6 separate regions of the Mus musculus genome follow, and all the other regions are linked to region 1. A link is a contact called in public HiChIP or PLAC-seq and promoter capture Hi-C data. All regions are on one chromosome and are shown on one strand. Each heading gives the region's core, a stretch centred on a gene start, on an enhancer-like site or on the middle of the called end of the contact. The rest is flanking DNA. Distances are from core to core; before and after follow the strand shown.

Region 1 (3,286 bases), core at 295-2,794:
GGTGGGGGCAGCCCCCAGGGGCGCCGCGTCCGCATCTCCAGCATCCCACTCGTAGCCCCTCTGTGACAGCTTATAATGTATGTACTTCATCACGATCTCCCGGTTATCATACCCTGTTCTCCCGGCTTGCGCCATCCTTCCCCGAAAAGAAGCTGCAGGTACCAATGGCACTTCAAGTCCCGACTCCCGCCCCACGGCCCCGAAAGAAAAAAAAAAAAAAAAGAATAGTTATAATCCAGCTCTTTTATTGGATGTGCTTTGCATTCTTGGATGAAGGGGTGTCTTTAGTTACACCGAACACTTGATTCTGGTGTTTCCCCGTTGGCATGAGATGCAGGAAATTTTTATTCAAATTCCTTTCTGCTTTTTATTTCATGAGGTACATTATTTATTAAGCTTTGTTAATATCAGTCTACTTCCTCCGCAATGCTGAAAGGTGAAGAGGCGGGACGACCTAGGAAGTTAAAATCAGGTGTGTTTTCCTTTATATATTTAGGGTAAGAAAGGTATATCCGCTACAAGTTACACGTTTAAAAATGCATTAAACTGTCTGGAAATGAAATTTGCTTGAATGCACTTGAAGTAAAAAAATATTTCAAACGCGTCCATGGAAAGTTATATTAAACAAAATTCCTGTGCAAAGAACTTACTGTATTTTCTAAGGACGGCATGATCTTCTGTCAAGTTTACCCTTTTTTGGTAAAACCCAAACAAATACATAAGGCAACCACACCATCGATCTTCAGAAGTCTCCTTGTATAAGCTTCTTTACAACTTGCAATGAATCGGGAGTTGGGGTCTGGGGGCTAGGTGGAGGAAAAATCAGGAGGGTTTCCAGATTGGGTCCTCACACTCCGGCTTCACTGAGAATGTCAATCCGTAGGAATCCCAACCAGAGATCTCAAGAGCACCGCAGCGGGGCAAAAAGGCAGCGGCGGCGGCGGCAGATGAATTACAATTTTTCAGTCCAGCATTTGCAGAAGTCCTGTGATTCTCCCTTCTTCTCGGCAATTTACACTTGCACACACACGCTGGAGCGCAGGCATGGATCCGTATCCACCGGACCGCTTCAGACCTCCAGGGCAGAGAGACACGCCAAGGGGACGATGGAGGAGCTGGGGGACCGGGACCGGAATCCTCTTCTGATTAAACTCCGAAGGGCCAACGCGCTTTCCGAAACGGGAAAAAAAGCAGCTTGCTAAATGCAGGCACGGACGCGCTGGGGCCGCGGGTGCCCAAGGAGCAGCCCGCGCACTGTGTGTGGTGCGCTGCGGGAGAAGGAGGTGGTGGGGGAGGGTTTGCCCCCCCTCTTTTTCCTAAAAAGGATGACTGCTACGAAGTCCCCCCCTGGTCCCCTCTTCCGCTGCACCCCACCGGCGCACCCCGCCTCCGGGCTGCGCACCCTTTCTCCTCCTCCGCTGCGGGCGGCGCTGGCGGCCGCCTCCTCGTGCTTGCGCCGCGCAGCCCGTTCCACGGTGACGGCTGCGGCTGGGGAGGGCCTGGGCACCTCGGTGTTGGCGGCGGCGGCTCGGCGGGGACCCGGACGCGGGGCGGGAGGACGGGCCGGGGAGGAAGGGGGCGGGCGCGGGGCGGGGGGCCCGGCCTCTTACTTCATTCTCCGCCGGAGCGCCTGGTTTCCTGTACGTACGTCACCGTTCATTCAAAAAAAAGAAGAAAGAAAGCCCTCCTCTGAGCGCCCGCCCGCCGCCTCCTCCCGCCGCCCGCCAGCCGCCCGGGTTAAAGGCGCCGCGGCCGCCCCGGGGAGCGCGCGCCCGGCCGCGGCCGCTGGCCTGGGTGGCGGCCACCCGCGGGCTACGCTGGGCCCCGGACCGTGGGTGGCGCGGGCCTCCCGGGCGGCAGTGGCTCAGTGGGCGTGTGAGGGGCCTCCTCGGGCCTGCGGGGCTGGCTGCTGGCTGGACGTGCCTATAGCCAGGGCCAGGCTGTGGCGAGGCACCTGGATCTTTTCTAACAGGATGGGCACAATTGCATGGATCTTTTTCAACGTGTACAGTGTGCACGACCGCATGGACTTTTTCTATGTAGCATGTGCAGGTCACATGGACCCTTTCTAACCGCGTGCATGGAATGTGCACAATCCAATGGACCCTTTCTAACCACACATAAAGTGTGTACACAGTCGCTCTGTGTGTGTGTGTGTGTGTAGTGCAGTGTATCTACAATCATGTGGACCCTTTAAACAGTGTAGTGTATACAACCACATATAGTGTATAAAATCAAACAGACCCTCAGCTAACCATGTGAACCCCCAAACACTATGTTATCAGCTCTCAGCAGCCAGAGAGATTACCGAGACATATATTGACTCCTAAGTAGTGAGTAGTACCAATATGCTACCCTTGGGTGAAGAGAGGCAACTCCCAACACAGTCTCCAGGATATTAATTACAAATGAAAATACTTAGAATAACAACGTTAGCATGCTTGTTTCTAGGCCCTTTTGTCCAGACACCACAAGCTGTGTAACTTAGAACAGGTCTGAGTACTCCTCTGCTCTGAAGAGCATGATGTGATGTCCACAACCAGCAAGGGATGTGCCTCAGAGGCTGGTCTTTCCTCATCTCTTCTTAGTCAGACAGTGGCAGACTGATGGCAGTCGCTGATGCTCTTGGCTTGTTAAAGAATAGTCAAAGTGGTATGCGGAGTTACTTTGGAGGTGTCCAAGCAGATACCACATGAGCACCCAGGCGCTTTTAGCCTCTATCCAGGCATACCCAACTTGGTGACCAAGGCCAGACCTAACTCGCAGTGGGCCAGTGAAGAGAGGAGAAGAGAACAGCAGAAGTTTGAGTTTCAGGGACAGTTTTTCCTCTGCTCCTAACGCTCCCAGCACTGGGCTGGGGCTGGACCTCAGGGAGTGATACCTGCCACCTTTCAAGGCCATGACCCTAACACGGCATAGGTACGGTTTTGGATATCCTCAGCTCTGACCAGCATGCAACCTGAGACGGCTTCAGAAGATGCAGCCATACAGATAATGTGTCTATGTACCCACAGACACACAGTGCCACTGTCACTTGTATGAACCCAGACAGAAACAATCAAGCTGAGAGATAGATACATAAAACACCAAGAAAAACTGTGCTATGTGATAACTATGTTATCAGCTCTCAGCAGCCAGAGAGATTACTGAGACATATATTGACTCCTAAGTAGTGAGTAGTACCAATATGCTACCCTTGGGTGAAGAGTGGCAACTCCCAACAGTCTCCAGGATATTAATTACAAATTAAAATACTAATGAAAACTCGTGGTTGGTGAGATGGCTC
Region 2 (3,286 bases), core at 303-2,802, 930 kb before region 1:
ACACACACACACACACACACGCAAACAAGGATATGTATGAAGCAGGCTAATGATGGGTGACAAAATGGAATCTTAGAAGTAATCCAAAGGACTGTTTTCCAGGAAAGGGTTTTGTAACCTGAAAATTTTCCCACTTTACTGTTTTAAAAATAATATCATTTTAAATCAAAGAGTTCTACTGTAGTATTTTATTTAACACAAAATTGTATTGCAATGCATGAAATAAAATACTGTTTCCAAAATTGTTTTAGAGAAACACAAAGGAAGTCAATAATAAAAGTGGACTAAAGATTCAACAAACAGAAAAAATCAGAAAGGTAATAGACTTCAATTCACCGTATGTGACGATCACTAAATGTGCACGCTCCAATAGGAAGGCAGGAACAGTCTAAAATGTATGCTGCCACTTTAAACAGTCTTGCATGGGAAAGAATCAGATATACTACTTACATAGCATTCATAAGAAAGGTGACATGGCTACACATAAATGTAAAGTAGACCAGAATGTGAAATTTTATGTTGATCAAGAAGGGCATGTTGTGATGATAAAAGGTCAATGTACCGAGAAGACATAAATCGCTATGTCTCAAGGGAGTTTCAAGGATGAGAAAAACTGACAGAATTCAAAGAAATAATAGACAAATCCAGTCTTCCTTGTTAGAAAACTCCATAGTTTCTCAGAATTAGACGGAAAAACCATTAACATGGAGGTCAGAAAGCTGGCAGAGACGGTTCTGGCACTCAAGGAATTGAAAACACTGTGTTTCTGTTGACTGGGAGACAAAGCTCTTCCTCTTACTGTTACTACACAGAGGCAAGGCTGTATGTACCATTGTGTAACCAACACTGACCTGAAATTTGGAAAAAGACAAACCCAGAAGCCAGTAATGAGAATCCCTTAACTAATACGACAGGATCGCTTATTCCTGACTTTAAACTAGTTCTGTATTAGAAGAGGTAAGGTAGGTGACCTAGCGGTTCGGGTGAAGGGCTTCGTTAAGCATGGTGGCAAGTTTCTACCTACCTGGAAAGCTTGCTATGAGTGTTACAGAGGGGGTGAAGGGCAGAGACAGGTGCGGTGACTCGGAGAACAGCCAAGAGGAAGCGGTTGTTGGAGGCGGCCAGAATGAGGGGAAGTATAGGGCTGGGTAAAGGAGGTTTGGGGGAGCCGTGGACACTACATTGTGTAGATTCTTTAGTTACAGTTAAGGAAACCCCAACAGGGGTGCACCTTGTGCAGGCAGGGTCCACAGTGGCGACAAGGCAGGGTCCACTGAAGGCGAAGGACAACCTTGGCAGGGCTATCTAGCGCCTGCACGCAGGTGCTGCACCCAGAGAGCTCAGAGCCTGGGGACACTCGGACAGGACTCCGCGCGGGTCTGAAGCACTCGTGGAATGCCAAAACCATCTCTGTCCCGCGTCACGGCAGCCCACGCTCGGGCACCCCCTGGCGGAGCTGGTCGGCGGCGCGGGGGCAGGTGCCGGGCGGAGCCGGGCGCACGGGGCGGGACGAGGCGGGCGGAGGGCGGCGGCGACCGCCGGTCCACAGAGGCCGCGCGCCCAGCCCGCCCGCACCGCGCCATGGCCCCGCGCGCCCGGCGGCGCCGCCAGCTGCCCGCGCCGCTGCTGGCGCTCTGCGTGCTGCTCGTTCCACTGCAGGTAAGGATCCGCACCGCTGTCGCCTGTGGTCCCCCAGGGTCGAGGTCCTCTGGCGCGCCCCAGCCTCACGAGCACCAGGTGAAACTCGGGGTATCCGGATGGAGACCCCAGCTGGTGCGTGGATCTAAGGGACGGCGACTGGGAGGGTGCTGCGGCTTGGAAAGCTGAGGTTTGCAGAAGCCGGAACCTGGGCCACGGGATCTGTGGAGCACGGAGCTTGGGTGCTACCTTGTTTCTCCGGGTGCACCTAGTAGGCTCTTCCCATCTGTAGCTAACGCGGACCTCTGCGACCCTCAGTAAGATTGTATGTACAGACCAGGTTAGTGATTCCTTCCTAAAACCTGCTACCCTTGGGGGCGTGCTTTCAATCCGCGTGGGTCCCTGGGAGTGCAGGGTCCCTGACTTGGTCTTCACACCCTTCCCTATTTTAGTTTTCTCTCCATCTGCCCCACTGCGAAGGCGGAGAAGTGTAGGAGAGATGTCCTGGATGAGAGTTGGAAGTTTCTTTGGCCAAGCTGACAAGCTTTCCTTTTCGTATGTTCCCTTTTCTCCCTCCGCCCCACAAACAGTTCATGGATCGGCAGGAGTTGCTTGTGCTTAGAAACCTTTGACCATGTTAGGATGAAATATGTCTTTGCAATGGCAGAAACTAGGGTAGTGATGTGCCTCGAGCTATTACTGATGCCAAGAACAAGCCTTGCAATCCCTGCCTCCACCTGGGATGGGTCTGGGCCCAATGGTGATGGACAGGATGTAACTAGAATGCATAGTACTTGGGGACCAGGGCTTTTCTGGCAGCTCTTCAGGCACCATCAGCAGCCTAGAGGAGGAGGCAAAAGTCAGTGTGGAGAATCTCCTCCCTGCAGCCTAAGTCCCTGCAGGAAGAGCTCCCAGATCCCTGAATCCCGCGTTAGGGTCCCTCTGGAGTCGCTAGTGCTTGATAAAGAGCTTGGATCCCAGTTGCTGGTCTGCTGGCAACTGAGGAGTCTCACTGCGGTTCCCGGGAGTGATTTCTTTACCACCGTGTTACTCAGTGTGGCAGCCACCCCAAGCACCAAGCCAAATGTTCACTTCTGTCCGGGTAGACTGAGCTGTTCAATGAAGGGAAGCCTGCTAAACATCATGTGCGCTTGGGGGTTCCTCTGCGGGAAGGGAAAATGTCAGCGAGGTTTCTTGGCTCAGCAGTTTTAGATTCTCCTTTCTCCTGTTAAAACAGTCTTTGGCTTCTGTGAATGTCACTGCCCTAGGTGACCTGGCTGTGTTTGAGGTAAGGAGAGAAGAGAAAGGCAGCTTAGCTGACACCAGGACAGAAATAGTGCAAATGTACTTAAAAATTGGAGCTGCACAGTAAAAAGACTCGCTCTACTTCATTGCCAGCAAATTGGGTCTCTTAGAGTGGGTGAGGGAGGGCAAGGCGCGAGGACCTAACAGAATCGACCATTTGAAGCACTTCAAATGTTGCTTGCTTAATGAAGTGATCAACAGGTCGGACAGGGAGCTACCTTTAAAAACAAAAACAAAAACAAAAACAAAAACTAAAAAACCGGGTCTCTATCAATAGCTAGCTGCCTCAGAAAACCTGCCTGACCACACAGTGAGAGGGAAAAACGTACCCACATTTGATTCT
Region 3 (3,286 bases), core at 586-3,085, 740 kb before region 1:
TCACAGCTCCCAGTCAGTCCCATGGTCACTCATGATAACAGCACATGGCTCATGGCACACTGTGTAGCTAAGCTACGAAGTTGTGTGTAACACAAAATTCACTTGCAGTTCACAAACTTCTCACCTTATAATGGACTTATTGGGACATAGCCCAACTAAATCTGAGAAGTATACGTGTACAACATTGAAAGATAATGGAACTCCAAGGTTTCAGAGTCCCATGTAACACTTGAAACATGAGTGAACCTCAAAAACATGTTACGTGAAAGAAGCCAGGCTTAAGATGGCACCGCATGTAGGATTCTATTTATACAGTCCAACAAGGATATATGAACCCTTGAAAGCAAAAAAAGCAATTTGTGGTTGGCAGGAGCCTAGGGTGGGTGGGGTAGAGCTTGTATTGAATCTGTACATTGATTTTGGTAGATTCACCATTGTCATAATAGACTCAGACAACCCATAAGTATGAAGGAAGCTCCATTTTCTAGTGTCTTGCTCAATCTCTTTGTTTAGAGTCTTAACGTTTTCATTGCAGACATCTTTTACTTCGTTGGTTTAACTGATTCCTACTTAATTTTCTTTGGGGCTATTGTAAATGGAAATGTTTCCATGATCTCTTTCGGAGAATTTTGGTGTATATAGAAAAGCTACTGATCTTTATAAATTAGTTTAGAAGACCCAAACACGATACACATAGCTACAGCTGTATGTGTATTTGAAAGAGATGACAAAAATATGCACTGGAAAAAAGGCATGATCTTCGACAAATTGTGCTGAGAAAACTGAATGCTCATATGTAGAAAAATGAAATAATAGCCGTATCTATCACCCTGACCAAAAATTGTCTTAAAATGGGTCAAAGAACTCATGTAACACCTAAAAAACTGGAACTGCTAAAAGAAAATATAGGCATAACATAGGTGGGAAGGAGCTTCGGTCGAGGAAGCCTTTTGCCAAGGAACTAAGACCAACAATTGACAAGTGGGTCCTCATACAACTAAAGCCTTCTGTACTACCAAGGAAACCATCAGTCAAGTAAAGAGTAACCCACAGGCTGAGGGAGAATCTTTGCCAGATATATATCTATGTATGTGTGTGTATATATTTATATATCTATACATACACATATATGTATGATTAATAGTCAGAATATAAAAAGAACTCAAAAACAAATGAACAAACAAAAAACCCAAAGAACCGAGAAGACAAAGGACCCAATTTAAAACTGGGCTCTGCAAACACTGAGCAAAGATTGAAACCTTGGAACACCGAGCTCTAAATGGGAGGTCTCCTGCAAATCCCTCACCTCCAGATCTCAGTAAAGCCCACTGCAGGAGGAGGCAGAAAGAGTGTAAGAGCCAAACGGGCTGGAGGACACCAGGAAAACAAAGCTCTACAAATCAGTGGTTCTCAACCTTCCTAATGCTGCGACCCTCACATTGTGGTGACCCCCAACCATAAAATTATTTTTCACTGCCATGTCTTAACTAATTTGGCTGCTGTCATGAATCACAGTGTAAATGTCTGTGTTTCCTGGTGGTCTTAGGTGACTCCTGTGGGTCAGAACCCACAGGTTGAGAATGGCTGATCTAGAATCTTCCTTAACAGACTGATGTCTTGTGTGCCCTGCTCCCGTGCCCTGTGCAACTCATCTTGTTTCCTGATCCCCATCCCGGAATTGCTGCTTATGCTCTATTAACTTGCACTGTTCTCCTAGAGGCCCCTGCTGAGCAGGGCAGATGATTTGCCCCAACCTTCCCCTGTCATGATCCTCTCTTGCTGCCCCCACGGATTCAGTTTTCATGCCCTCCCCAACTCCAAACGCTGGTGGTTGGACAGGAACTAAAGCCTTCCCAGTGCAAGACGCCTCGGTGCCCTGTGCTTCGTCAGGCTGACACAGGATGTTATCTCTCCTTTTTCAGAAGAGTAACACGGTCAGACAGCTGGCTCATTTCCAGTACACTTTATTACTTGGGGAACTTTGCCTTTCTGATAATGCTGGTTCTTAAACTCCTACCTGGATGGGGATTTTGTTTTCATTGTGCTGTTGGCTGAGTTTCGGTTTCCTTTCCGGTCCTTATTAGTTAAGTTTCAGTTCTGTTTCTCAGTGTAGTCCCTTTCCCTTTCCTCATATGATGTTATTGTTCTTCTCTGCTTTTTAACCTGATTAAAATAAACCAGTTATTGCAAGGCAGATGTTCCCTAGCAGGAGCTTTCAAAATATTGAGAGCTCAGTACCTTGTCTATCCACTTTAGATCAAGGAAAAGCCATTTACTTTATTAGATTAGGTACCGGTTTGTGAACACACTGGCTTGCTCCTGGGAAATCCTACAGAGTGAGCGGATCACCAAGGATTCCCAACTCGCTAGTGAATTTAAGGGACCTACACAAAGTGCTGAGAACTCTCTGGGCTGAGGAACATTCTGGTCACAAGATGGAGAAGGGTCTATAATCTCATTTTTTTTTCTCTTGGCAAACAGTTACTTGATGCTCTGTAGAAATCCAAGCTCCACACGGTCCCCAATGGAGGAGTTAGAGAAAGGACTGAAGGAGCCACCAACCAATGAGTACAGATGGAGGGACCCATGGCTCCAACTGCATATGGAGGGACCCATGGCTCCAGCTGCATATGGAGGGACCCATATCCAGCAGAGCATGGCCTTGTCATGAATCAATGGGAGGAGTCCTTGGTCCTGTGAAGGCTTGATGCCCCAGTGCAGGGGAATTCGAGGGTGGGGAGGCAGGAGTGGGTGGGTGGGTGGGTGGGTGGAGGAGCACTCTCATAGAAGCAGGGGGAGGGGGATAAGAGAGGGGGTTTGGGGGGCTGGGAAGTGGGATAACATTTGAAATGTAAATAAAGAAAATAAATAAATATTTAAAACAAAACAAACCAACCAAAAAACCCAACAAATTCAGGCTCTATTTTTCAAGTTACATGCCATTCTCTTATAGTGGATGTATTTGCTCAAAGGTTATCTTGGAACATTAATTCATTTGAAGATTTTTCTTTTCCTTTTTGCTGATTTAGGATTATTTCCTCACGGTGCAATCACGGTTACAAAACTTACCAAAATCTTTTAAATGCTGGCTTTAATTTTTTTTAAGATGCTGTGTGCACCACGGTGTATATGTGGAGATCAGAGGGTAACTCGGGGGAGTTGGTTCTCTCCTCCTCCATGCTGGTCCCAGGGCTTGGACATTGGGTTTGACAGAAGCTGCCTTTAGCTCCCGAGCCACCTTCCCATCGTCCTGAGGACACTTTCATATACAATGACATTATATTCT
Region 4 (3,286 bases), core at 355-2,854, 720 kb before region 1:
CATGGAAGTAAAGTTGGGAATGTGGTAGGGGAGGGGACGGGGGGGGGGGCTCCTCACTATTCTGCTTAAAACATTTCATCCTAAGCTTCAGAAATGTGCCTAAGTGATCAGGCAGGAACAGTAGACTCGAGGATAGTAGCTGAGGCTTACTTCGTTTAAGCTATACCCAAGAAGCACACGAAAGAGAAAACTACATGTCAGAATAGCTTTCACTTACTTTTATCAATATAAAATGTGCTGAGTAATTCTCCATCTCTCGGTTTTATCACGGAAGCTGATTTAGGGTTCAATTCAGTCTTATCCTAAATGATAAAGCCGCAGAGTTTGTGAGATAAAGGCGATTCTATACACTCTGTAGATGTCCCAACACTCTCAACGAGGGTTAGTGTGGCTTTTAATTTTCTCACGCTCCTACTTTGGTTATGTGGTATAAGTTCTTTATTTAAAACTGTCGGAAATTTTAAAAAGCAAACACACAAAGAAACTACTATTATGGACCCTCAAATAATAATAATAATAATAATAATAATAATAATAATAATAATCCTGTTTCCCCCGCCCCTGGGCACAAGATTTATATTTATTTACAATCATGGACTGACAAACAGCATGCCAAGAACTCTTGACCGGCAGTCAGGCTCCAGCACAAATGAGACAGGATGGTCCTGATGGCTCTGAGAGCAATCATGGCCCCTTGGGTTGGTTTGGTTTTTAAATTGATTTTTATGGTTGGGCTATACATATCACTGAAAGAGTCATAGGGAGGGCGGTGTCTACAAAACTTAAAAATGTAATATCGCTTAAAAACTTAAAACCCTGACAAGACAGTAACTTATTAAATTGTTTAAAAGAGTTACAGGAAATTCACACCAGCTCAAGAATTCCAAATGTTCACGGATAGGAACTAAAACGTAGGCAATAAGTGATTGCGCAAACCATAGATTTGGGGCAGGAGGGCGTCCTTAAACTTAACCTTGCAAGCCAGATGCAACCATTAGGCCAAGCACCCCCAGCAACAGGGTCCCCTCAGCCGGATACCCGGCCCAAAGCAGCACCTTGCAGCCAGCCTGAGCAAGGGCGCTCGCCGCCCAAAACCACTCTACATCCCGACCTAACTCCTGGATCTTCGTCCCAGCGTTCACACCAACGGTCCAGGTGAAGTTTTAGAATATGGTAATCTCCCGTGGCTGACTTTGGCGGAGTTCACGAGGCGGCAGGGGCTGGGAACCCACTTGGCGTGATCCAGGGCGGTGGCTGACGCGAAGATGGTCTGCAGCCACGGCACGGTCAGATCTCTCAAGAAAAACTAAGTCGATGTCCCTCCTCCCACGCGAACCTCGCCCACTTCTGCCGCTCCGGGCCAAGCTCACCTCGCCGTGGTCCGAAAGTCCCAAACCCACGTCCTCAGTCTGCTGGAACCCATCAAGCATTAGGACCGCGCGGGATGTGCCAGAGCCTTGCAGCATAGCAGGAGGTGGGCGTGGCTTCTCAGAGAGGGCGGCTCCCGGCGGGGAGGGGGGGGCAAACGAGAAGCTCGCGTCACGCCAGATCTAAACGTTGATTGGCTGGAGTGCGGTGCGCGGAGCCCGCCAGCGTCTCCGCCCAGCCCCGCTGCTCCTCCTCCTCCTCGCCAAGCCGCTCTGCCAGCGCCGGCTCGAGAGGGAACGGCTCAGGCCGTCACCGCCAGCCCCGTGCGGACGCGGAAAGGCGGAAGGAGGACGCGCTCGTCGACTTGCTCCTCCCGCACCGGACTCCCCAGCGGGCACAGAGCCCAGGGGAGGAGCCGTCGCGGTCACGCCCCGCCTCCCGCCGGGACGAAGCTGCCGGCCGGCCACCGCCCCCCGTCCCCGGTCGGCGAGACCCGCCCCCGGCCCGCCCCGGCGGCATGGAGGGGCAACGTTCTTGACGGCCGTGCCGCCGCCCGGGCGCTCGGCTCCTCCCGCCGCCCCCGCTCCCTCGCTCGCATGTCCGCACCGCCTTAGCTGAGGATGCTGAGGATGAAGCTGCCACCGAAGTCGACGCACCCCAGCGAGCCGCCGCCCGACGCGGAGGAGCCCGAGGCGGACGCGCGGCCGGGCGCAAAGGCTCCGCTGCGCCGCCGCCGCGACTGCCGCCCGCCGCCGCCGCCCACGGGCCTGCCGCGGGGACCCCCGCCGCCGCCGTCGCCGCCCCGGGGGCTCGAGCCGCCTGTTGCTAGCGGGCCGACGGCGGGCGCGGGCATGCCGGGCGGCGGCGGGCACGCGGCGGCGCTGCGCGAACAGGAGCGGGTGTATGAGTGGTTCGGGCTGGTGCTGGGCTCGGCGCAGCGCCTTGAGTTCATGTGCGGGCTGCTGGACCTGTGCAACCCGCTGGAGCTGCGCTTTCTCGGCTCGTGCCTGGAGGACTTGGCGCGCAAGGACTACCACTACCTGCGCGACTCGGAGGCGAAGGCCAACGGCCTCTCGGACCCAGGGTCGCTGGCCGATTTCCGAGAGCCCGCCGTGCGCTCGCGCCTCATCGTATACCTAGCGCTGCTGGGCTCGGAGAACAGAGAGGCCGCTGGCCGCCTGCACCGCCTCCTGCCCCAGGTGGACGCGGTGCTCAGAAGCCTGCGCGCGACTCGAGCCGAGGGCTCGCGGGGCAGCGTGGAGGACGAGCCGAGTGGCGATGGCGAGCAGGACGCGGAGAAGGACGGCCCCGGCCCGGAAGGCAGTGGCTGCGCCAAGCTCGGGACTGGAGGCGGGCTCGGCTTCAGGGCCCAAGAGGAACTGCTGCTGCTGTTCACCATGGCTTCGCTGCACCCGGCTTTCTCCTTCCACCAGCGGGTCACCCTGAGGGAGCACCTGGAGAGGCTCCGCAGCGCACTCCGGGTGGAGCCGGAGGACGCGGAGGTGGAGCCCAGCAACTTTGCGGGCTCCAGGGCCCAGGTAAGGTGCGAAGAAGTGCAGTCGCAGCTCCGGCCTCCGCCTCGGCGGGCCTCAGAATCCAGCTCTGACCCCAGCCTCATGCAGGTGTCTCGGAATAACCACTCCGCGGCTCTCAGCCATGGGTAGTCATCGTCATTTTCTTGGGTGGCTCATTTCCAGTCACCCACATGCACATTGAGCCACCCGCCATAACAGAATGCTCTAGAATTCTCTTCTGATGTGCACGAGTTATCACGGAAGACTGGAGCTCCCTGACCCTAGACCTCAGAATTAGGAGGCTCGTGGGACATTTTGGGCTCGAGTATTTGGGTGCTAGGTGCAAGGGGAAAAGCCAAGCGCTTGGGGCTGTCAACCACCGTCCGTTTAGCCCTGGGTGGGCT
Region 5 (3,286 bases), core at 414-2,913, 580 kb before region 1:
CACAAAGCTCAGGGGAGTTGTCTGGACCTATTAAGGTAGACCTTAATAGCAAGATCTTCCTATACAGGGAACTTTCATCCACTATCAGCTTCCTCATAGACTTGTGTGTGCAAAATACTGCATTTCTGCAGTTTGTTTTGTCTATACATATATTTACACATTATGTCAACGAACATTTCTATTTAAGGACGATTGTAGCTTGATTGGGTATAGATTATATGCATGCCACAAACAACTCTAAAGATATCTCTGCCCCATGTGACTTTTTTAAAAAAATCTGGTTAAAAAATAAACCTAACAAAGCAGAGGCATGATTGAGCTAAACACTAGCATTAGCTATGTATGAGCCAGTCTGAGCTAAACACTAGCATTAGCTATGTATGAGCCAGCCTGAGCTAAACACTAGCATTAGCTATGTATGAGCCAGCCTGAGCTAAACACTAGCATTAGCTATGTATGAGCCAGCCTGAGCTAAACACTAGCATTAGCTATGTATGAGCCAGCCTGAGCTAAACATTAGCATTAGCTATGTATGAGCCAGCCTGAGTTAAACACTAGCATTAGCTATGTATGAGCCAGCCTGAGCTAAACACTAGCATTAGCTATGTATGAGCCAGCCTGAGCTAGATGACACCCTTTCTCAACCCTCACCCCCACTCTATTAACCACATGGCACAAACTGAAACTCATAACCAGTTGTAAGCATTTGGTTCAGTATTGCTAAATATATACACACTGTTGGTGAATATATGGAAGTCATTTTTATCTTCTGTGACTGTCAACTTCTTTGACTATCAATCAGTACCTCATTTTTTAGTCCTCTCTCAGCCTGAAGTAGACATCATTTTATTTTCTACTTCTGTGCGTGTGACTGACTTAGATGTCCCACTTTGTTAAGTCATGCCCTCCTCTGAGTCAGCTTAGCTCACTCAGCACAATGTCCTCAGGAATCATCCATGTACTAGTATACTGCATAGGCCTGATGTCCATTGATATGCCTCCTGTCCTGTGAGAACTGTGTATTTGATTGCTTTGTCACATTTTTACTTGTTGACTTATTTTCTGGGCTGGGGTGCACACGAGTGCCATGGCACATATGGTGGCAGGACGACAACTTTTAGAACTTCTCTCCTTTAAACTGAAATTTATATTTTTTAAAAGTGTGTGTGTGTGTGCGCGCGCGCATGCGCGCGTTGTGTGTGTGTGTGGTGTACTCTGATCAATTTATAATTGTGCTACTTATTTGGTTATTTATGGTATTGAATCATAGGAGTTCTTTTATTGTATGTGTATGTGCACGCGTGTGTACACATCACATACGGGAGCACATATGTCATGGCATGCATGTGGAAGGTCAGAGATCAACTCTATCGAGGCAGTTCTTTCCTTTCCACATCTGCATAATGTCCTGGAATCCAGGTCAGGCCATCAGGCTGGGAATGACAAGCATCCAGTGCTTTTACCCACTGAACCCTCTCACCTGCCCCAAAGACCTCTGTACACACTTGGACATCTCTGATACTTCGGGCATACACCTTGCGAATATTGCCTCCCACTCTATGCCATCTTTTCCCTCTCGCTTCTCTTATACTTCAGCAGCTCCTGTGTTTGACATCACCCCACTTGTCTATTTTTACTTTCATTAGCCATGTGGAATGTATCATCAAGACATCCCTGCCAAGACCATTTGGGTTTCTAACAGTATTAAGAGTATGCGATTTCTCCCACAGTTCAGTGCTCCTCCAAAAATCATATTTAAATTACTTCTGTGAAATATTTTATTTTTAACAGTGTGTGGAAACTGAATCAAAAATAGAACCAGCAATAATGTCAGATATTTCATCTTTGACCAAATGTACTTGTTTATATTGATTTCACAGATTCTATGAAGACAAAGAGTCATTATTGGGCAGAGTTGGTTTTCTTTTTGAAACATCTGATGGCATTATTAAACCACCATTACTAGCCATTCAAAATCTTCTGCTGCACATAGCAGAGCAAGCATAGGTACTGTATACTTTTTAATCTATACAATAAGTATCGTATATTTATTTAATCTTAGAAATAAAAAGGCAAAATTAATTTAGAAGTGTTTTATGGGCTTTATTTTCACAATAGGGTTTATTATACAACCCACAAATGTTGGGGGATGGGTTTATGCACTGTGTATTCAGATGCTGATTACTGTGCCCAGAGATCTGGCTGCAGTCTGGACCGTGTGTGGCATTTGTCAAGCATCCCCTGTCTCAATGTTGTGTAAAAGTTGTTTTCCATCATCTCTGATCAGTTAGTAAAATCTGATGGCTGATAGCAAATGCAGGAAGTAGAAGGTAGAAAGGAAAGGAAAGGAGAGGAGAGGAGAGGAGAGGGGAGGAGAGGGGAGGGGAGGAGAGGAGAGGAGAGGAGAGGAGGGGAGGGGAGGGGAGGGGAGAGGAGAGGAAAGTTGATTATTGGTTCAAAGTGGGAATTTGAACTGAGGAAACTTTCTCTAGAGCTTCTGTTCATATACGTGCACCATACACAATAACACTTGAATTTATATACTACTCTGTAATTTATTTTAGTCATCATATGGAGTTATGTGAGGCCATCTTCTACATATTTAGGATGGACACCTAGCTACCTGCCCCTCTTCTCCCTTCCTGTTGGTCTCCTCCGTTTCTTATATAGTTTTGCTTCTAGTTTCATCTTATTTCTACATGCTCTAGGATGCTTCTCTGTTGCTGTGATAAAATACTTTCTCCAGAAACAACTTTGGGCAGGAAAGGACTTATTTAGTTTAGTCCTTCCCTGAGGGAAGTCGGGACAGAAGCTCAAGTAGGAGAGGAAGCTGAAACCATGGAGGATGCTGCTTACTGGCAGTTTCTTACAGAGCCCAGGACCACCAGCAACGGGCTGTTCCTCCACGCCAATCAACAACCAAGCCAGTTCCCCACAGATATGGCCACAAGTGGATCTGATCTGGGCAATTCCTCAACTGAGGCTTCCTCTTCAACTACTTACTGGCAAGTTGTAAATTGTTAATGAAAATTAGAAAGTATTTTCCTGTAGAAATGAATCACAGTGAGTAGCTGCATGGATGAGCCCATAAGTGCCAGGGCACCACTCACTGTTAACCTCAGCTCTCCAGGGCTTGCTGTGGATAGGAGCCAGGCAAGGAGCAGAGGGTTGGTGGCTGTAGTAGCACCTCCTACCACCCACCCCGCCCCCACCCCCTGGAGGAACAAGTCATAGGGACAAAGGGTCTGAGGGCTGAAAACATGGGAGCATGCTGGCCATCCTTCTT
Region 6 (3,286 bases), core at 456-2,955, 570 kb before region 1:
AAGCAGCAGGAGGGGTCCACTGGAGTGATGAAACCGTTCAAAAGCTAGGCTGTAGGATGACATAGTGCAAGCCGTGGCAGGTGGTGCCCATGTCTGTAATCTAAGCTCTTGGGAGGCTGAGGGAAGAGAATCACTACAAGTTTGAGGCCAGCTTGGGCTATGGAGTAAAACCTTAGTTGAAAATATAAAAACACCCAGGACCCGCACAGGTTCAAAGCACACAAAATCTTCACACTAAGAATGGCAAGTGAACACAAAGTCCCACTCCTAAGGGAGAAACCATTGGCAACTGGTGCCTGCTGGGAGAGGGACAATTCGTTTCTCCAATGAGTACCATTGGGTGTATCAGACACACTCCATGCCCAGGGATAAGCTGGCCAATACAAAACGGACTTGGTGGCTTTTAAAAATTTTTTTTGTCTTGTCTTGTTTTGTTTGTTTTTTTTGTCTTATTAGGTTTTGGTTTCAGTTTGTGTGTGTGTGTGTGTGTGTGTGTGTGTGTACGTGTGTGTGTGTACGTGTGTGTGTGTGTTTGTGTGTAAGAGAGAGAGAGGGGGGGGAACTTGAATGAGTAAGGAGCTAGGTGGGATCTTGTAAGACATTGGGGAGAGCAATGAATATTATCACAGTGCAAAACTCTGTTCTTCAAAGTTATTTAATTGTGCATTCGAGTTAAAAAAATCATTTTTTAGTACCTGAATGTTTTGCCTACATTATGTCAGTGCACTGTGTGTGTGTGTGTGTGTGTGTGTGTGTGTGCCTGGTGCCTGGCAGAGAGTGTCAGATCTCCTGGAACTGGGGTTACAGAGAGTTGTGAGCCGCCATGTGGATGCTGGGATTGGAATTTGGGTTAACCAATGATCTATTCCTTTAGTCCCCCAAGTGGGTACATTTTATGGATTATAAAGTATAAGGCAGTAGTTTTAGAAACAGTGTTGTTAAGGTAAAAATCAAGGCATTTTGTGTGTTGAGGAGGTTCTACCTTGATCTGTTAAATAGACCGAAGCTCATTATCTGTGTAAGTGTGGTAGCATAGCCAAGCATCGGGGAAGGATGAAAGGAAGCATAGCTTGGACGGCTGTGCGTGGAAATCTTTGTGAATAAAACAAAAGACAGCAGGCTTTCCCTGGAGAGCGAGGTCAAGACAGGCGTTCCCCTGTAAACTCTTTAGCATTTTCTTTATTATAAATTCCATGTGTATATCACCTCTTCCAAACACATGGATAATTAAACATTTTTGAGTCGCCAGTATACCACAAGCCAAAATAGACATTCAGTATTTGAGATTAGTTTTCAGAAAATGAAGAGCCATTTTCCCACCATGTGTGAGGCTGGCTAATGAAGGAGCTGCCAGATCTCATATTTGCCCTCAAGTGCTAATAATAGTCCAGTCCCCTCCAGCAATGAGTCTCATCGCACAGCCGGTACAGTTTTATTATGTGGCCATGCTTGAGATCGCAGGCTATGTGCTTTTTTGGCCTGCTTTACCTCTTTACATAGAGACCGAGGGAAAGAGTCTTCTATGTAAATTGTTCCAGGGAAAAGGGACTATGTAAACATTAAAGCAATACATGGTATTGAGAACTGGGTGCCGAGGCCCTATTTTTATATCTGTACTGATTTTGACCACTTGCTGGGCTGTGGTTAAAAAGGGAAATGTATGACGACGTTTGCTTTTCCTTTTAACAACCCTGGCCGTCACGCAGAGGAGCATATTACTGCTTCTCGGTCTCTCTGCCCTTTCACTTGCTCTAATTTCATGCAGTCTGAGGTGGAGGGGATTACTTTTTTTAACTGCAGTAAAATAGTATCATAGAAGAGAGTCCTGTGATAGAGCAGTTGACTTCTGAAGAAAACAGGGGAACCAGGCACTTGTGAGTTATGGGCCAGCCTCAGCTACATAAGATAATTCAAAGCAAGCCTCAGCTACATGACCCTCCACACACACACACACACACACACACACACACACAGAGAGAGAGAGAGAGAGAGAGAGAGAGAGATTAACACAACTAATACTTCCTTTCTTAAATTATTTCAGAGACTTAAAATATATCAGGCATCAATTCTTCCTGATGCTTCTATCGGACCATGTGATGTGTGTTCTGGTTTTTGGGACCTTTAAAGTCTTTGCAAGTGAGCTTCTCCTCAGCCATGCCGTTGCATATATGGCTGTGTGAGTTCATGCACATGAGTGTAAGAAGGACAGAATTCTACTATCTTCTTCTACCCTGTGGTTCCCCCACGAATTGAACTCAAATTATCAGACTTGACAGCAAGCACCTCTCCTGGAGGATTCATCTTGCTGTGCCATAGAACCTCTAGTCCATCATGAGGTATTCCTCTCAAGCATAAAACCCTTGAGATATGATGGATATCATACCCAGGCCCTTGCCATTTCTGGTGGGTCTGTGAGGCAGGCAGCAGAAGGCATCAGGGCATTTGATTGTAACCACTGTCTTATCAACAGAGATCAATTGATCTTCCCTCCCCCCCATCCGCTATTCCCACCACCCGGTTCCCTGAGCCAACTCTCTGGGTTGGCTTGGGAGTGATTGGAAAGCAGACTGTGATTTCCTCAAATACATATTTCTTGGAGTTGGGGAGATGGTTCAGTGGCTAGGTACTTGGCTTACAAATCTGAGGACATAAAGGTCAATTGTGTGTCAACCAGTAATCCCAGATCCAGAAGAAGGTGACAGGGGAACCCCAGAACAAGCTTGCTAGCGCAACTAGTTATTGGGGAGCTCTGGGTTTGACTGAGAGACATGCCTAATGGCTAAGAGAAAACAATATGCCCATCACCAGTCTCAGATCCCCACATGCACACACACAGATATGTGCATATTCACACACACATATGCCACATGCACACTCACACGCACTCATAGAAATACAAATAGAAAAAGTGTATTTCCTTAATTCAATAATTTCAAAATGAGGTTGTTATTCGAGTTGATTGTAGCCAAGATAAGGTAAAAGAAAAGCATCCATGCCGAGGTTTCCTGGTCTCCCAAGCAGATCTGTTTGTGTAGTACATCTGTTCTCATAGTATGTGTCCTCGTAACGTGGATAGGGCATGATTAAATACACAGCCCTCCCCTGCCTGAGCCTCCCCTTTATACCTGTGTGTCCTCAGCATCATTCCAGGGAATGTGGGAAGAATGGACAATATTAGGTTAAGACCTCTGGTCCAGGCATGTCTTAATTCCTTTGAGAGCAGCTTCCAACTTCCGGGAATTCCTGCTGAGATGAAATGCCGCTTGGTATTTTGAGGCATCTGAAT

Evidence for each region. Promoter capture Hi-C pulls out the DNA fragments that hold promoters and counts their contacts. HiChIP or PLAC-seq counts read pairs in DNA pulled down with a chosen protein or histone mark.
Region 2: a contact with region 1 is called in a promoter capture Hi-C map of hippocampal neurons, with 2.0 times the contacts expected there. The contact joins the promoter of Tnfrsf11a here to the promoter of Bcl2 in region 1. A contact is called at or near these places in 4 of 39 promoter capture datasets (hippocampal neurons, liver and pre-B cells), 1 of 115 datasets of contacts at active chromatin or transcription factors (memory CD8 T cells) and 1 of 9 other capture datasets (liver).
Region 3: an H3K4me3 HiChIP or PLAC-seq map of bone marrow-derived macrophages shows a contact between it and region 1, with 5 times the contacts expected there. The contact joins the enhancer-like site here to the promoter of Bcl2 in region 1. A contact is called at or near these places in 3 of 39 promoter capture datasets (the C10 cell line, liver and pre-B cells), 2 of 484 Hi-C or Micro-C datasets (embryonic stem cells and pre-B cells), 6 of 115 datasets of contacts at active chromatin or transcription factors (the 230-238 cell line, bone marrow-derived macrophages, fibro-adipogenic progenitors and 2 more) and 3 of 9 other capture datasets (adipose tissue, liver and macrophages).
Region 4: a contact with region 1 is called in a promoter capture Hi-C map of pre-B cells. The contact joins the promoter of Zcchc2 here to the promoter of Bcl2 in region 1. A contact is called at or near these places in 16 of 39 promoter capture datasets (the 3T3-L1 cell line, the C10 cell line, the SN4741 cell line and 9 more), 12 of 484 Hi-C or Micro-C datasets (CD4 T cells, CD8 T cells, the HL-1 cell line and 5 more), 10 of 115 datasets of contacts at active chromatin or transcription factors (the 230-238 cell line, astrocytes, cardiomyocytes and 6 more) and 3 of 9 other capture datasets (adipose tissue, liver and macrophages).
Region 5: a promoter capture Hi-C map of hippocampal neurons shows a contact between it and region 1, with 2.4 times the contacts expected there. The contact joins the enhancer-like site here to the promoter of Bcl2 in region 1. A contact is called at or near these places in 3 of 39 promoter capture datasets (cranial neural crest, hippocampal neurons and liver), 1 of 115 datasets of contacts at active chromatin or transcription factors (embryonic midbrain) and 1 of 9 other capture datasets (liver).
Region 6: an H3K4me3 HiChIP or PLAC-seq map of bone marrow-derived macrophages shows a contact between it and region 1, with 6 times the contacts expected there. The contact joins the enhancer-like site here to the promoter of Bcl2 in region 1. A contact is called at or near these places in 6 of 39 promoter capture datasets (cranial neural crest, embryonic stem cells, frontonasal cranial neural crest and 3 more), 2 of 484 Hi-C or Micro-C datasets (LSK cells and myeloid progenitors) and 7 of 115 datasets of contacts at active chromatin or transcription factors (T-cell acute lymphoblastic leukemia, bone marrow-derived macrophages, embryonic hindbrain and 4 more).

The regions. Positions count from the first base shown.
Region 1 is chr1:106,712,746-106,716,031 of GRCm38.p6, forward strand. Bcl2 (B cell leukemia/lymphoma 2) reads right to left here and starts at 1,545. Exons shown (of 2, transcript NM_009741.5): 1 at 1-1,545. The coding sequence starts at 135.
Region 2 is chr1:105,779,171-105,782,456 of GRCm38.p6, forward strand. It overlaps Tnfrsf11a (tumor necrosis factor receptor superfamily, member 11a, NFKB activator), which reads left to right and starts at 1,553. Exons shown (of 10, transcript NM_009399.3): 1 at 1,553-1,659. The coding sequence starts at 1,582.
Region 3 is chr1:105,970,001-105,973,286 of GRCm38.p6, forward strand. No RefSeq gene overlaps it. Among named protein-coding and RNA genes, the nearest start is that of Gm7160, 19 kb to the right of the region's middle. Within about 2 kb of position 1,836, at least 173 of the 459 cell types and tissues checked have an H3K27ac peak or open chromatin away from gene starts, as enhancers often do. A contact at or near this core is called in the 230-238 cell line, adipose tissue, bone marrow-derived macrophages and 5 more, where this site is marked.
Region 4 is chr1:105,988,802-105,992,087 of GRCm38.p6, forward strand. It overlaps Zcchc2 (zinc finger, CCHC domain containing 2), which reads left to right and starts at 1,605. Exons shown (of 14, transcript NM_001122676.1): 1 at 1,605-2,906. The coding sequence starts at 1,989. Gm7160 (predicted gene 7160) reads right to left here and starts at 1,481. Exons shown (of 3, transcript NR_151625.1): 1 at 1,371-1,481; 2 at 218-302.
Region 5 is chr1:106,128,993-106,132,278 of GRCm38.p6, forward strand. No RefSeq gene overlaps it. Among named protein-coding and RNA genes, the nearest start is that of Gm20753, 41 kb to the right of the region's middle. Within about 2 kb of position 1,664, at least 4 of the 459 cell types and tissues checked have an H3K27ac peak or open chromatin away from gene starts, as enhancers often do. A contact at or near this core is called in hippocampal neurons, where this site is marked.
Region 6 is chr1:106,147,531-106,150,816 of GRCm38.p6, forward strand. No RefSeq gene overlaps it. Among named protein-coding and RNA genes, the nearest start is that of Gm20753, 22 kb to the right of the region's middle. Within about 2 kb of position 1,706, at least 20 of the 459 cell types and tissues checked have an H3K27ac peak or open chromatin away from gene starts, as enhancers often do. A contact at or near this core is called in bone marrow-derived macrophages, pre-B cells and pro-B cells, where this site is marked.